2 separate regions of the Sus scrofa genome follow, and region 1 is linked to region 2. The links are chromatin contacts, called in public Hi-C maps. All regions are on one chromosome and are shown on one strand. Each heading gives the region's core, a stretch centred on a gene start, on an enhancer-like site or on the middle of the called end of the contact. The rest is flanking DNA. Distances are from core to core; before and after follow the strand shown. Region 1 has its middle 18 kb from the start of KSR1. Region 2 has its middle 53 kb from the start of WSB1.

Region 1 (7,393 bases), core at 2,770-5,269, 80 kb after region 2:
GTTGCTTTGTGTGGTTGTGATCTTGCATTTTTATAGGTTTTTTTAAATCATTTTTGTTTTTTCCATTATAGTTGATTTATACAGGTTTAACAGGAGAGATGAGGAAAAAAAAATTGAGGGCAGGATTGGGGAAGGAAAACCTATTTAGTTCAGTTTGGAAGAACTATTATTTTCCTTTTTAGAGGCTGCAACTATAATTATCTTTGTGCTTTCTCTCTCTCTCTTTTTTTTTTTGGCCTTGCTGTTGGCATGTGGAAGTTCCCAGGCCAGGGCCACAGCGGGTGAACCAAGCTGTTGCAGCCACAAGAGAAATTCCTTGTGGTTTTTCTTTTAGTGATATGATAGAAATCTAGGAACTTTATCCACTTGTGATAACAGAGAAGTTGCTCTTCTGGTCTCAGAGTAAATCCTGTATTTCCTATACTAAAGGAAAATCTATAGTATTATGATGATAGTGATTTGGGGAGTTTTTTGTTTGGTCGTTTTCTGTTTTTTAGGTCCACACTTGTGGCATATGGAAATTCCCAGGCTAGGGGTGGACTTGGAGCTGCAGCTGCCAGCCTACACACAGCCACAGCAATGCTGGTTCCTTAACCCACTGAGCGGGGCCAGGAATCAAACCCGCATCCTCATAACCACTGAGCCACAACTCTAACTCCTAATGGGTCTTTTTAAAAATTGTCCTCCAGGAGTTCCTGTGTTGGGAGTTGGGATGAGAGGCCCAGCGCTAGCCCATTCAGCTTGTGCTGGGCAGAGAAAGAAGTTCCCTCAGACCGGGTCACGCTGTTCAACACCTGACGAAGACCCAGCCTTCTAGGCTTGGCCCCATTTGGCCTCAGATCAGGAGGATGTTCATATAGCAGGTTGACCCAGTTTCTCACCCCAGGGCCGGCTGCCCAGAGGACTTTGCGGAAATGCTGGCTAAGGCTGCATCTCAAGATAGACTGGGATTATTTCTGGCCTAACTGCTTAACAGCCTGTGGCTTCTGGAGCTTTGATATTTAAAAATGCTATAACAGGGCATTCCCCTTGTGGCTCAGTGGTAGAGGATCTGACTAGTATCCATGAGGACACGGGTTTGATCCCTGGCCTCGCTTAGTGGGTTAAGGATCCGGTGTTGCTGTGAGCTACGGTGTAGGTTGAGGCTCAGATTCTGCATGTCTGTGGCTGTGGCATAGGCTGGCATCTGCAGCTCTGATTGGACCCCAAGCCTGGGAACTTACAAAAAGCTGTAACAGTGCCTCCCCTCCATGAGTAGAGTTAAGCTTTTATTTTGTATCTGCAGCGTCAGGTACCTGGCAGGCATTCAGCATGTTTTACTACCATTTATTGAGCACTGGCAGTGGTGCTCATTGCTATTCCTGGTGCTTCCCAAGGATTTTGAAGTATTATCCCCATTTTATATTATAGTTGTGGAGGTTCAAAAAGACCAACTCACTCTGCAAGGTCATAGAGCTAAGAAAAAACATCCAGGGCTTAACTTCTAATTACTCTGTCTCGAGTCCTGTTTCTCTCCAAAATGGCCTTGAATGGGTGCTAGACTTTAGGAAAGGCACTCAGTCAACCTCAGACTCCCAAGTTAGTCCCTTTGTGAGTCTGCCCATGCCACGGGGCTAGCCCTGAGGTCAGGTTCAACCTTTCCCAACACACTTCTCCTTTCACTGTATCTTGTAACTAGAAGGAATGACTCCAAATATTTGGGGATTGAAACCCACACAGAAAAAAAATGACTTAAGCCCTGTCCTTTGCCCAATGCCTGGGAAAATTACACTGGATATTCCATTTGTTTTTCCCTCCACATGACTCTCCTTAGGAACTTATCTCAAACGATTCAACTTAAGCTGAAGCAGGAAGCCCCAAAGCAGTCACTGAAGGTGAGAAAGTCAGCTGACCTCAGAGCCACTGGCTTTAAAGATGAACATCAGGTCAGGTTACAAACTGCCACATCCAGGGGAAACCTAAGCCCTTTACACCAGCTGTGTGTGTGGACAAGCTTAGATGGGCTTGCCTGGAACTGACCCAAGGTGGCACTGGGCCAGGTGGAAGAGTTACCCAGTCAACTGATACTGATGCCACCGAAGGAACAGAGACAGTTCCCAGCCAAGGAGCGCCCAAGTCAAGAATAAAGGATCAGATCATTCTTACCATATTCATGGATTAAAAACTATACTTCTATCCCTCCACTTTCGAACATCTCTGGAAGTGGGATGTATTTTAGAATCAATCCTGTCTTCAAAAATTTTCTTTCTTAAGTGGACATACTAATGGTACAGATTACAATCAGTGGCATCCAGGGTTTGATGAAACACAAAACAGTGGAATTTATATACAATTAAAAGGTCCCATGGGGTGTTATAGAAATGTCAGGAGTAGAAGACACCAAAAACAGATGGTAACTGAAGGGTGAGACATAGGGAAGTGAAGGGATCCATGAGCCCTTCCTGAAAAATGGCTTGACAATGAAATTCAGTCAATGAAAATCTAATAAAATCGCAAAATAGCTAACATTTATAGACTTTTACTATGATCCAAGCATTGTCCTAGATGAGTAACCAGTATAATTTAATCACCATAACCTAATGAAGCAGATATTCTCACCCCCCCCCCTTTATAAATCAAGAAACTAAAGTATAGAGAGGTTCACTAACTTACCAAAACTGATAGTAAATGGCAGAGTCAGGATTCAGACCCAGGCTTTCTGACTCCAGGCCCTGAGTGGGGGGAAATGGTAAAAACACTCAATATGCAATTGAGCACAAAGTTCAATTTTGAGCTTTCAGGCAGGCAGAGCAAAATAGGTTAATCACATATATTTATTTTTAATTAAAAAAATGTTTTGGTCTTTTTAGGGCCACACCCATGGTGTATGGAGTTTGCCAGGTTAGGGGGTCGAATTGGAGCTACAGCTGCCAGCCTACGCCACAGCCACAGCAGCTCTGAGCTGTGTCTGTGACCTACACCACAGTTCACGGCAACACCAGATCCTTAATCCACTGAGCAAGGCCAGGGATCAAACCCAAGTCCTCGTGGATAATGGTGGGTTTTTTTAACCACTGAGCCACGACAAGAACTCCCTCCACACATATTTTTAAAGTAATGTCTTCATGACTTCATTGTTTTGAAAGATAAATGCTCATGATTTCTTAAAGTCAAGCTATATGGAAAAAATACAAAAATGACAATGCATACTATTCCTTCTCCCAGAAATAACATAGAAGATCCCATGCATGGTATCTCATTTTGCAACTGAGGGCGTAGGGGAGAGGGCAGAGAGAGAGAGATGTGGAGTGTCCATCCGGGACTTTTCTATAGAAAGTGGTTCACTTTGGCCTGTTTTTGGCACAAAAAATTACTGAAAGGCCACGGACATTGACATATCCTCAGACAAGGCCAAGGAAGAGTCTGGTTAGATACCTATAAGATCATAAGCTTCAGAGTCGAGAAATAACTTGCAATCTTTGCATTAAGTACTCTGTAGTTGTGTAACCTGGGGCAAGTCCCTTAGCCTCTCTGAACCTCCTTTTCCCAATCTGTGAAATTAGACTCATTGTAGTACCTAAACCCAGGATTATTGGGATTAATTGAGAGCAAGCCCCAAAAGCATTTAGTGTGGGGCCTAGTCTTTTATTATTATGCCTAAAAGAGCACACGTCCACAGCAGTAGGGACCTTGGGTGTTTATGATCATCCCCTTCCCCCAGGAGGCAAATGAGAGAATTTTTTAGTGTGTTCTGCGACGGTTTGGTTTTTAGGTTTTTTCCCCTTCCTTCCGTCCTTCTTTCTTTCTTTCTTGGGCCAGGGACTGAATCTGAGCCGCATCTGTGACCTTTGTCCCAGCTGCAGCAGCGCTGGATCTTTAACCCATCCTGCCACAGCGGGAACTTTGTTTTTACTTTAGTTTTGTTTTGTTTTCCTAAAAGAAATGCCAAAGGTCTTAAACGCAGCCACACCCCACTGTGGGCCTCCAGTGAGCAGTCAGATGATCTGGGAGGGTTGGGACCACAGGCAGAGAAGTGGAACTTGGCTGCCTGCCCCCCAAGACACAAGCCCTGGAGCCCAGGGAGGAGCCTCCTTTCACTGGAGGGGAAGGCAGAGAGTCTGTGGGTCGGGGTGTGGGAGTAAGAGGGGAGGCTGCGGCCCCAGATACTCAGGCTATGGGCAGGGACTATCAGAAGAGACTGATAGGAGTTGCTGTTATGGCTCAGTGGTAACCCCACTATTATTCACGAGGACAAGGGTTTGATCCATGGCCTCACTCAGTGGGTTAAAGATCCGGCATTGCCGTGAGCTGTGGTGTAGGTCACAAACCAGGCTCCATTCTGGCGTTGCTGTGGCTGTGGTGTAGGCTGGCAGCTGTGGCTCCAATTTGACTCTTAGCTGGGAACCTCCATATGCCGTCGGTGCAGCCCTAAAAAGACAAAAAAATAAGAGACTGATAGTCCCTGTCAGGCCTGATTCCTGCCTCTGCCCAAGCAGTGGCTGTCCATCATGGCTTCCTTGACATCCTGTGCCTCCCTCTATCTCAGCACCTGTCAACCACACACTCATTCATTCATTCCTGCCTTCCTTCTTGGATTCTTTTACTCATTCACTCACTCAGTGTGTCTTCAGCATTTGCCATATGCCAGACCATGCTGGCACTGGGGAAACCAAGACACAGCTCCTGCCCTCAAAAAATCCCAGTCTAAAAAACAGACAAGGGAGCTCCCTGGTGGCCTAGTGGTTAAGGACCTGGTGTTGTCACTGCTGTGATGTGGGTTCAATCCCTGGCCTGGGGAACTTCAACATGCTGTGGGCATGGCAAAAAATAAAAATAAAAATAAAAAGCAGGAGTTCCCTTCGTGGGTCAATGGTTAATGAACCCGACTGGGATCCATGAGGATGCAGGTTCAATCCCTGGCCTCACTCAGTGGGTTAAGGATCCCGCATTGCTGTGGCTGTGGTGGAGGCTGGCAGCTGTAGCTCCAATTGGACCCCTAGCCTGGGAACTTCCATGTGCCCCAGGTGTGGCCCTAAAAAATAAATAGATTAAATTTTAAAAAATAAAAAGCAGACAAAAACAAACCTGCAAAATTAAACAGCTAAGGAAAAAGACCTCATAATTGCTATAATGGGCCACAGGCATGATCGCTATTCAGGGCCTTTTTTGCTGAGTTTATCACTGGAAGCAACCCAGCTGGCTGACAGCAAAGCCTGCAGCCAAACTGCCAGGGTGGATACCCCTGATCTCTCTAACTAGCTGTGGGACCTCAGGCAGGAACCGAGGCTCTCTGTGCCTCAGTTTGGCTGTAAAATGTAGATAATAGGAGTTTACATCCTCAGAGGGTTGTGATGAGAATTAGAAGAACTAAGACCAGAATGGGGCCCGGCATATCGCACAATATAAGTGTTTATTTTCCTTTTTTCTTTGTTTTTTTTTTTTTAGCTAAAAAGAAAAGGAAGGGAAAGAGAGTAAAGCTCTAAACTCCTTTCTTTAATTAACAGCAAACTTTTTTTTTTTTTTTTTTTTTTTTTTAGGGCTGCATCCACGGCATGGGGAGGTTTCCAGGCTAGGGGTCTAATGGGAGCTGTAGCTGCCGGCCACAGCCACGGCCACGGCCACGGCCACAGCCACAGCCAAGCGGGATACTAGCCGCGTCTGCGACCTACACCACAGCTCTCTGCAACGGCTGATCCTTAACCCACTGAGCAAGGCCAGAGATCGAACCTGAGTCCTCACGGATACTAGTCAGATTCGTTTTCCGCTGAGCCATGACGGAAACTCCAACAGCAATCTTTTGAAGTTCCGACTACCTGGTCTTTGTGGCAAAACCGCCCGTATTCCTTGGCTTCCTCCTTACCTCTCAGGAGCCGGCCCTCCGAGTGCTCTGAGAGACGGCCTCCGCGGCTCGAGTCCTCAGAATGTCCGCGAAAGAACATAAGTCTCAACTTTTAAGTTGTGCATTTTTTTCTTCAGTTACCACAGGCCGCACAGAAGTATGTTCCCAGCTGAAGACCACTGATCTGGTTCAAACCTTTTAAATTTTACTCCACTCAACTTATCAAGATAAGGTGAAGTCGGCAGAAGAGCCCAGACTGGGAAAGTGAGGGGCTGTTTGCTTTCACTCCCCAGGAGTCCCCACAGCAACCGGGACCCTCCACAGGAGGGGCAGAGTGCCAGAGCGCACGGAGGCCGCTGGGAAAGCACGGAGGCTGCCGGGAAACCAGGAGGATGCTGGGAAACCATGTGGGGCGGTGTTGCTGTCCTTCCCGTGCCCTCCCTACCCCGCTGCCTCTTCCACTTCAAAGCACACTCTCTGGTCCCCTTCTGCAGAGCAGGTACGCATCGCCAGGCTTGCTCCTTAGCAGTAGTGCCTGCCCATGGGCAGAGCAAGCGCCGTGAGACAGAAGACTTTCAGTGACTGAAAGATTGAAGGGAGAGATCAAGAAAGCTTTGGGGGGAGTTCCGGAAGATCCAGTCATAGTGAAACGAATCCAACTGGGAACCATGAAGTTGCGATTCGATCCCTGGCCTCCCTCAGGGAATTAAGGATCTGACGTTGCGGTGAGCTGTGGTGTAGGTTGCAGACGCGGCTCTAATCCTGCGTTGCTGTAGGGCGGCAGCTATAGCCAGTTGGATCCCTAGCCTGGGAACCTCCATATGTCCCGGGTGCAGCCATAAAAAGCAAATAAATAAAATAAAATAAAAGGAAAGAAAGGCTTTTTGGAATTTCCTTTGTGGCTCAGTGGGTTAAGAACCTGACATAGTGTCCATGAGGTTGCAGGTTCAATCCCTAAGCCTCATTCAGTGGGTTAAGGATCTGGCATTGCTGCAACCTGCAGAGTTCCCAGATGCGTCTCAGATCCAGTTTTGCTGTGGCTGTGGGGTAGCTGGCAGCTGTAGTTTGATCTGAGCCCTAGCCTGGGAACTTGCATATGCTTCAGGTGCAGTCTGCAGACATCCCAGGGCAGATCCAGAAGCAGAAAGAAGACTGGATGGGCTTGGTCGGGCTTGGGGGGTGAGTGGCGGCAGCAGCCTGGGATACAAACCCAGGCCCCAATGAGTAGGATGTGCGGTGTGTGTAGGGGCAGGGGGTTAGAGTGAGAACATCCCCCGGCAGGCAGTCGGAGAGGTGGAGCCCAAGGCAATCCAGTGCCAGGATGAGATGTTGGGCAGCTGAACTTGAGATGTAATGGGGAGACCGGTGATTTGGGGACCTGTCCAGCGTCTCCAGGAGCCTGAGATCACACATTCTGAACTCCTGTGGTCCAGGCTTTAGAAGTGCCCTAGAAACTGCCTGTCAGAATGTCTCCTGACCTGCCTGGCACTTAGGGACTCCTCAGATATGTGTCACATGAGTGAGCCAGGAAGGAAATGGAGATGCCCGGTCCCATTCACATCCTGCCACAGGCTG
Region 2 (6,764 bases), core at 474-2,973:
TCTCACCTGCCCATGCTCTCACACCTTCATGATGCGTCTGTCTGCTTGAAATACCTTTCCCTCACCTGACTTAACTCCTATTGATTCGTCAGACGTCACCTCCTCTGGGAGGCATTCCCAGGTTGAAGAGAAGTAATAATCCCTAACCAGATAGAGAAATCAGAATGTCCCCAAAGAGAGGATTGAACAAATACATTAGCGTACCGCCACGAAATGAAATAAAAATGGAGATGCGAGTTTTTTTTTTTCTTAAGCAGTATAAAATAATTACATTGTGTTCATGATCAAATATTCAAGAGTAGACAGAGAAGATTAAGTCTCTCACTTCCTCCCAGCATCAGTCTTACCTGAAGCCCCTACGCTGTTGCTTTCTTGGTGATCCCACAGAGATGTTCTACATACATACAGGGACCTAAAAGTCAGAGTGAGGGGGGCAAGAGGGGACATGAAATCCACCTAAGACATGGCTTCTGGTCCTGAGAAACAACCTTCTTGAAGGAAGGCCAGCCCCAACCTGTTAGTTGGCAGCAAGAAGCAGTGTGTGGGAACCTGTATGCTGTCCTTGCTCAGGACTACTTGGAGACAGGACTCAAGCCCCAAGCCCAGACTGATTTCATAAACCATCACCATCCCAGATAAAGAGGATTCCTAGACCGAGTCCCTATGCATAGTTGGAATACACACATTTTAACTCTTCTTTTGCAGAGTTCCAGCTCTTGGGCTTTTAAAGCTAGGATAGGGAGTTCCTATCATGGCTCAATGGTAACAAACCCAACGAGCACTTGTGAGGACGCAGGTTGGATGCCTGGCCCCACTCAGTGGGTTAAGGATCTGGTGTTGCTGAGAGCTGTGTTGTAGGTCTCAGACGTGGCTCGGATCCCACATTGCTGTGGCTGTGGCACAGGCCAGAAGCTATAGCTCCAAATCGACCCCCCAGCCTGGGAACTTCTATACACTGCAAGTGCAGCCCTAAAAAGTCAAAAAACAAACAAACAAAAACTAGGGTATATCTGAGTCTGGGGTTGGAAACCAGGACAGGCACAGAGCAAGAAAATTAATCATTCATCAAGCTTTCTTGCTTGAACTGTAATTACAGGTTATTACAGGATAAACCAAAAACACCCTATTGAACAGAGGCACTGTGATGAGACACAGGCTCAGGAACATGTAGAAATGTGGCATCGTTTACTGGTATCTTCTCCTAGACCATCTGAAAAGTGGGGAAATCCATGGAGGTGTAATGACTCGCCTAAGGTTACCAGGTGAGTTTTGACAAAATGAAGGCTAAAGCACACGGTTTTGACTCTGGGTTGAGAGCAATTTCCAAGTACAGCCTCCCCCACATAAGAGAACAATGCGAGTATATTAATATCCATCCTGAGATGCAGTTGTGTCCCTTTTCTCACTTCAAGTAGGAACTGATGAAGAAGTCAGGCTTGGGAGGACAGGTCAGGGACTCAGTTACTGTGTAACTGTCACAGTTCCCAGCTAGAAGCCATAGAAATGGAATAACTGACTTAAGAAGAAAGTGTCTAAAAAGGTTAATGGGCAGCTCACGGAGCCATCAGGACGCTTGAGAACTCAGCTCAAAGCTACACAGACAGGAACACCACCCCAGACGGAAACTTCGTGTGTGCCACAGTTTGCTCCTGCCGCCCCCACTGTGCCAGGAATCCAGATCTGGCCACGCCCTCCACCCCTGAGAGTGGATACCCTCTGGCCCCTGTTTGCCCAGGCCATGCGCAGATCCCTCTGACTGGTGAGCCTTGGACTATACACCCAGGATCTAGATGCAACGGGGAGGGTGGAAAAGAGAAAGGGTAACATTTTCAGTTTCTCTAGTGGGAGGCAGGTGGTTCCTCTTAATAAAACCGTAAGTGGAGAGTCCTCTTAACATAAGAGATGCTGGCTGGCCAAAAAAAGGGGCGGGGGTGCAGAGTGGGGACAGAGAGGGAGAGAAATGTCCCCCAGCTACTGGAACTGGGGCACAAGGAAGACAGGACTGGCCCTGGCGCTGCTAGAGAGAGGAGAGCCCTCAGCAGGGACAGGGCACAGGTGGATCAAACTAAAATTCGACTTCATGGTGCAAAAATGTGATGTGTGAGCCATAAAAACTCCACTATCCCACAGCCCCAGGATAAGAGTTGCCAAATGCAAGTCACATGCTTGGGGAAACTGCAAACACAGGAAAGGAAATTGAGCAATCTCAAGGAGAAATGAAATCGGAATATGTTCCAGGAGGAAGGGAAGGTTCATTTCTCCCAACCTTCATTGAGAGATGGTTTGAGTGGGGAGGGGGAAGAAAAGAGGTGAACGCATGTTATGCTCCTACTCTGAATGCAGGCAGGACTGGACTGTAATGGACATATCATCTACAACACGGAGAAGAGAATTAACCTGGAGGAAGAAAGGGAAATGTATAATCTAGATAAGTTGAGGGGTCAGGGAAAGACTACTTTCCACTTGTCACACCCTCCTGGCTTCTCGCCCTGTCTCACAAGCCTCTCTTGGGAAGAGGAGGTGGGTTGGCAGGCTGGGGAGGGCTGTCTAAGCCTCGCCTCCTGTTTTCCTTCCAGTGGGGTCTCCTGCCAGCTGGCCAGCTGCAAACATAGTTGTAAAGGAGCGAGCCCTGCAGCAAGGCTCAGGGCTTCCAGTACGTCTTCCGACTGGGGTTGGGGGGAATGCCTAATTCTAGGGTGTTTATTAGGAACTTGGTTGTTGCCCAGTTCACCTAAATCTACAGCCTCCATCCTTGTTTCAATCAGCTATGAAGGGGATATTGCAACCAACACCTGCTTTACTCCTTTAAGTCTCAGTAGTTTAGAACTCAGCCCTAGACGAGGGATATGGTTTAACCCGTGCCTCTAAATCCCATCAGTGAATTCTGATAGCATTAGCACAGACATTGTCAAATGTTAAAGGATTCACTTTTTTTTTTGTCTTTTTAGGGCCGCACCCATGGCATATGAAGTTACCAGGCTAGGGGTCGAATTGGAGCTACAGCAGCTGGCCTACACCACAGCCACAGCAACTTGGGATCTGAGCCACATCTGTGTCCTACACCACAGCTCTCAGCAATGCAGGATCCTTAACCCACTGAGTGGGGCCAGGGATCGAACCAGCGTCCTCATGGCTACTAATCAGGTTCATTATTGCTGAACCACAATGGGAACTCCTAAAGAATTCACTTTTTTTTTTCTTTTCCTTCTTTCTTTCTTTCTCTCTTTCTCTCTCTCTCTTTCTTTCTTTCCTTTAGAGCCACACCCACAGCATATGGAGGTTCCCAGGCAAGGGGTCGAACTGGAGCTTTAGCTGCTGGCCTACACCACAGGCACAGCAACACCAGATCTGAGCCCCAGGTGCGACCAACACCATAGCTCACAGCAACACTAGATCTTTAACCCACCGAGCGAGCCCAGAGATCGAACCTGAAACCTCACACTTCCTAGTCAGATTCGTTTCTGCTGCACCACAACGGGAACTCTAGGAATTCCCTTTTGAATCATCCTAGGAAACAAGACTCTTCACTCAAAGTCTGGGGATGGGCTTCAGAGTCTAGGGGTGGAAATACTCCATTTCCTAGACTCTCTTGCAGCTAAGAGTGTCACATGACATAGTTCTGGCCAATAAAGTAGAAACTGAAGAATTCTGGGAGCTTCTGGGAAAATTTTTGCTTCCTTGGTAAATGGAACCAAAGCTGCTGGTACTACCCCCATTCACCTGTCGTGGCTCATTAGTAAGGAACCTGACTAGTACCGTGAAGACTTGGGTTCGATCCCTGGCCTTGCTCAGTGGGGTAAGGATCTGGCATTGCTGTGAGCTGTGGTGTAGGTCACAAATGTGACTCGGATCCTGCGTTGCTGTGGCTGTGGTGTAGGCCAGCAGCTACAGCTCTGATTTGACCCCTAGCCTGGGAACCTCCATATGCTGCGGGTGAGGCCCTAAAAAGACATACACACACACAAATTCATTTAGAAACAGTTACCTTTGGGGGGACCAATTCTACTGAATATAGAAAAACATAAAAATTACTTTCGAAAGATTTCAAACACTTGTGTCCCATGTGTGGGCCCCACATCACTCATTCCATTGAAAACTCATTTTATGCCTTTGCTAGAGACCAGCATTACTCGTTAACACTGAATTAGTTCAACTAAAGTCCAATGCCTTGCAAAAGTTGTAGTATTCCTGGGTATTCTCACCTTCCTGTGCTTAATCTAAAAAAGCTGCTTGGAGTTCCCATCATGGCTCAGTGGTTGACGAATCCAACTAGGAACCATGGGGTTTCAGGTTCAATCCCTGGCCTCACTCAGTGGGTTAAGGATCCAGCATTGCCATGAGCCATGGTGTAAGTTGCAGATGCGGCTCACATCTAGTGTGGCTATGGCTCTGGCGTAGGCTGGTGATGATAGCTCCAATTAGACCCCTAGCCTGGGAACCTCCATATGCCTTGGGTGCAGCCCTAGAAAATACAAAAAGACAAAAAAAATTAAAAAATAAAAAATAAAGGAAACTGCTTATCTATACAGAAACCATACACACCAGATGTTTTCCCAATCAAGAAATATTCTTGTTTTTTTTTTAATAAAAAAAATATTTTTTTGGCCATGGTGTACAGAGCCTTGATGTGGGATCTCAGTTCTCAGGCCAGGGATTGAATCCAGGTCACAGCAGTGAAAGCACCAAATCCTAACCCCTACATCACCAAGGAACTCCCAAGAAATATTCTTTTTTTTTTTTTAAGAAATATTCTTGATAAAATAAAGGATATTTATATGCTCAGCTAAATATCCAATTAGACAAGAAGCTAAAAATCCTGACACTCCAGGTCAATACCAGACACCAGATAAACCTAATCAGATTGCAGCTGCCATGTAAGTATATTTGAATTTAATGTTCAATCTTTAAACCTTTTATGGCGTTTTGCTCTATGTCAGGTTTTCCCCAAATCCCTAGGCTCTGCCTCTCCATCCAGGCAAGATCTTGTTTAGTTGGCAGCTAGCTTTGAGCCATGTGTTGGAGCCACACTGGGGGTATCTTGGTTGAAACTGATGACGCCCTGAATCTTGCCCACAGATGTGTTTTATGGAGGCTTACACTGTGTTTCAGGAAAATGTCCAGTTAAATGGAGCAGATTGATTACAGATTTTCTTATCTTCTTGTAGAGACACAACTAAAACTAAAATTAAAACAAAAACAGGAGATCCCATCATGGCTCAGAGGAAACAAATCTGACTAGTATCCATGAGGAGGCATGTTCAATCCTAGGCCTCATTCATTGGGTTAAGGATCTGGCGTTGCCATGAGCTGTGGTGGTGTAGGTTGCAGACAAGGCTCAGATCTGGCGTTGCTGTGGCTGTGGCATACACCAGCAGTTACACCTCTGATTCGAACCCTAGCCTGGGAACCTCCATATGCTGTGAGTGTGGGCCTAAAAAGCAAAAAAAAAAAAAAAAAAAAGCCTTTAGGACAAAACAAATAGGAGAGAAGACAGATAAGAAATTTCAGGAGTTCCCATCGTGGCTCAGTGGTTAACGAATCCGACTAGGAACCATGAGGTTGCGGGTTCAATCCCTCGCCTTGCTCAGGGGGTTAGATATTCGGTGTTGGATCTGGCATTGCTGTGCTCTGGTGTAGGTGGGCAGCTATAGCTCTGATTCCGCCCCTAGCCTGGGAACCTCCATATGCCGCGGGAGTGGCCCAAGGGATGGCAAAAAGACAAAAAAAAAAAAAAAAAAAGAAATTTCAAGGAGGTCCTTTGTGGCTCAGGGGCTTAAGGATCCAGTGTTGTCACTGCTTGGGTAGATGCTGTGGCATGGGTTTGATCCCAGGCCCTGGAACTTCTGCATGCCGTGGGTGTGGCCAAAAAGAAAAAAAAAAAAAAAGAAATTTCAAGGTTTTGGGGGAAGGCAAAGGAGTAATAAAGGGTCTAGCAGAGCAGAGGAAAATTGAAACTAAAGTGTTTGCAGATGGGAGACTGGTGAGAATTGGGGGGTTTCCCTCTGAACTTCTAAGAGGTCAGGGCTATAAGGTACAGTACAGGGAAGGTCTGGATGAGTGTGAAAACAGGGGAATTAATGGAAAATCTGTAAGACCACCCCCAGGCCCAAATGTAGACTAAATTAAAGAGCTTCAGGGAGGGGAGGGGATAGGGCAAAGACACAAGCCTTGGACTGAAAACGGTAAGATGAAATGCTTAGACAAATGGTTGGACCTCAGCCTCCCTTTCCTCCCCATTCTTGGCTGCTTCCAGAAAGCTTGTAACCAGGTTGTTACATCTTAGGTAGTATATTAGGGATTTTCCTCTGGGAAACCAAAAAATGCCAGAGAAAATCCTTTAAATGAGGACATTAGGGAGCTTGACAAGAAAAAATTAGCTCCTTCCCCATCAGGCTAAGGAGTCATCACCTTCAGGGAACAAGGCCTGTTCCCACAGTCTCCAATGAGATTTTTTTTTTCTTTTTTTTTAGGGTTCCACCTGCAGCATACGGAGGTTTCCAGACTAGGCTTTGAATTGGAACTGGAGCTGCCGGCCTACACCACAGCCACAGCAACTCAGGATATTTAACTTTCTGAGCTTCCCTCTTTCAGACAAATGGTGGAACACTACATACACCTTTCTGCACCTTGCTTTTTTTCACTTAAAAATACATCTTGGTGATCATTCCATATCAGTATTTAATGCCTGTCTAATTCCTTTTAGCATCTGCATAGTGTTCCACTGTATGAATGAAGCATAATTAATTAAAAATGAATTAAACTAG

What was found. A called contact is a pair of places that touch in the nucleus more often than the background predicts.
Region 1: a contact with region 2 is called in a Hi-C map of liver, with 3 times the contacts expected there. The contact joins two enhancer-like sites. A contact is called at or near these places in 1 of 5 promoter capture datasets (liver), 20 of 47 Hi-C or Micro-C datasets (alveolar macrophages, blood, embryonic fibroblasts and 12 more) and 2 of 2 datasets of contacts at active chromatin or transcription factors (alveolar macrophages and skeletal muscle).

The regions. Positions count from the first base shown.
Region 1 is chr12:43,905,827-43,913,219 of Sscrofa11.1, forward strand. No RefSeq gene overlaps it. Among named protein-coding and RNA genes, the nearest start is that of KSR1, 18 kb to the right of the region's middle. Within about 2 kb of position 4,020, at least 32 of the 83 cell types and tissues checked have an H3K27ac peak or open chromatin away from gene starts, as enhancers often do. A contact at or near this core is called in alveolar macrophages, fetal liver, liver and 4 more, where this site is marked.
Region 2 is chr12:43,828,303-43,835,066 of Sscrofa11.1, forward strand. No RefSeq gene overlaps it. Among named protein-coding and RNA genes, the nearest start is that of WSB1, 53 kb to the right of the region's middle. Within about 2 kb of position 1,724, at least 28 of the 83 cell types and tissues checked have an H3K27ac peak or open chromatin away from gene starts, as enhancers often do. A contact at or near this core is called in alveolar macrophages, fetal liver, liver and 4 more, where this site is marked.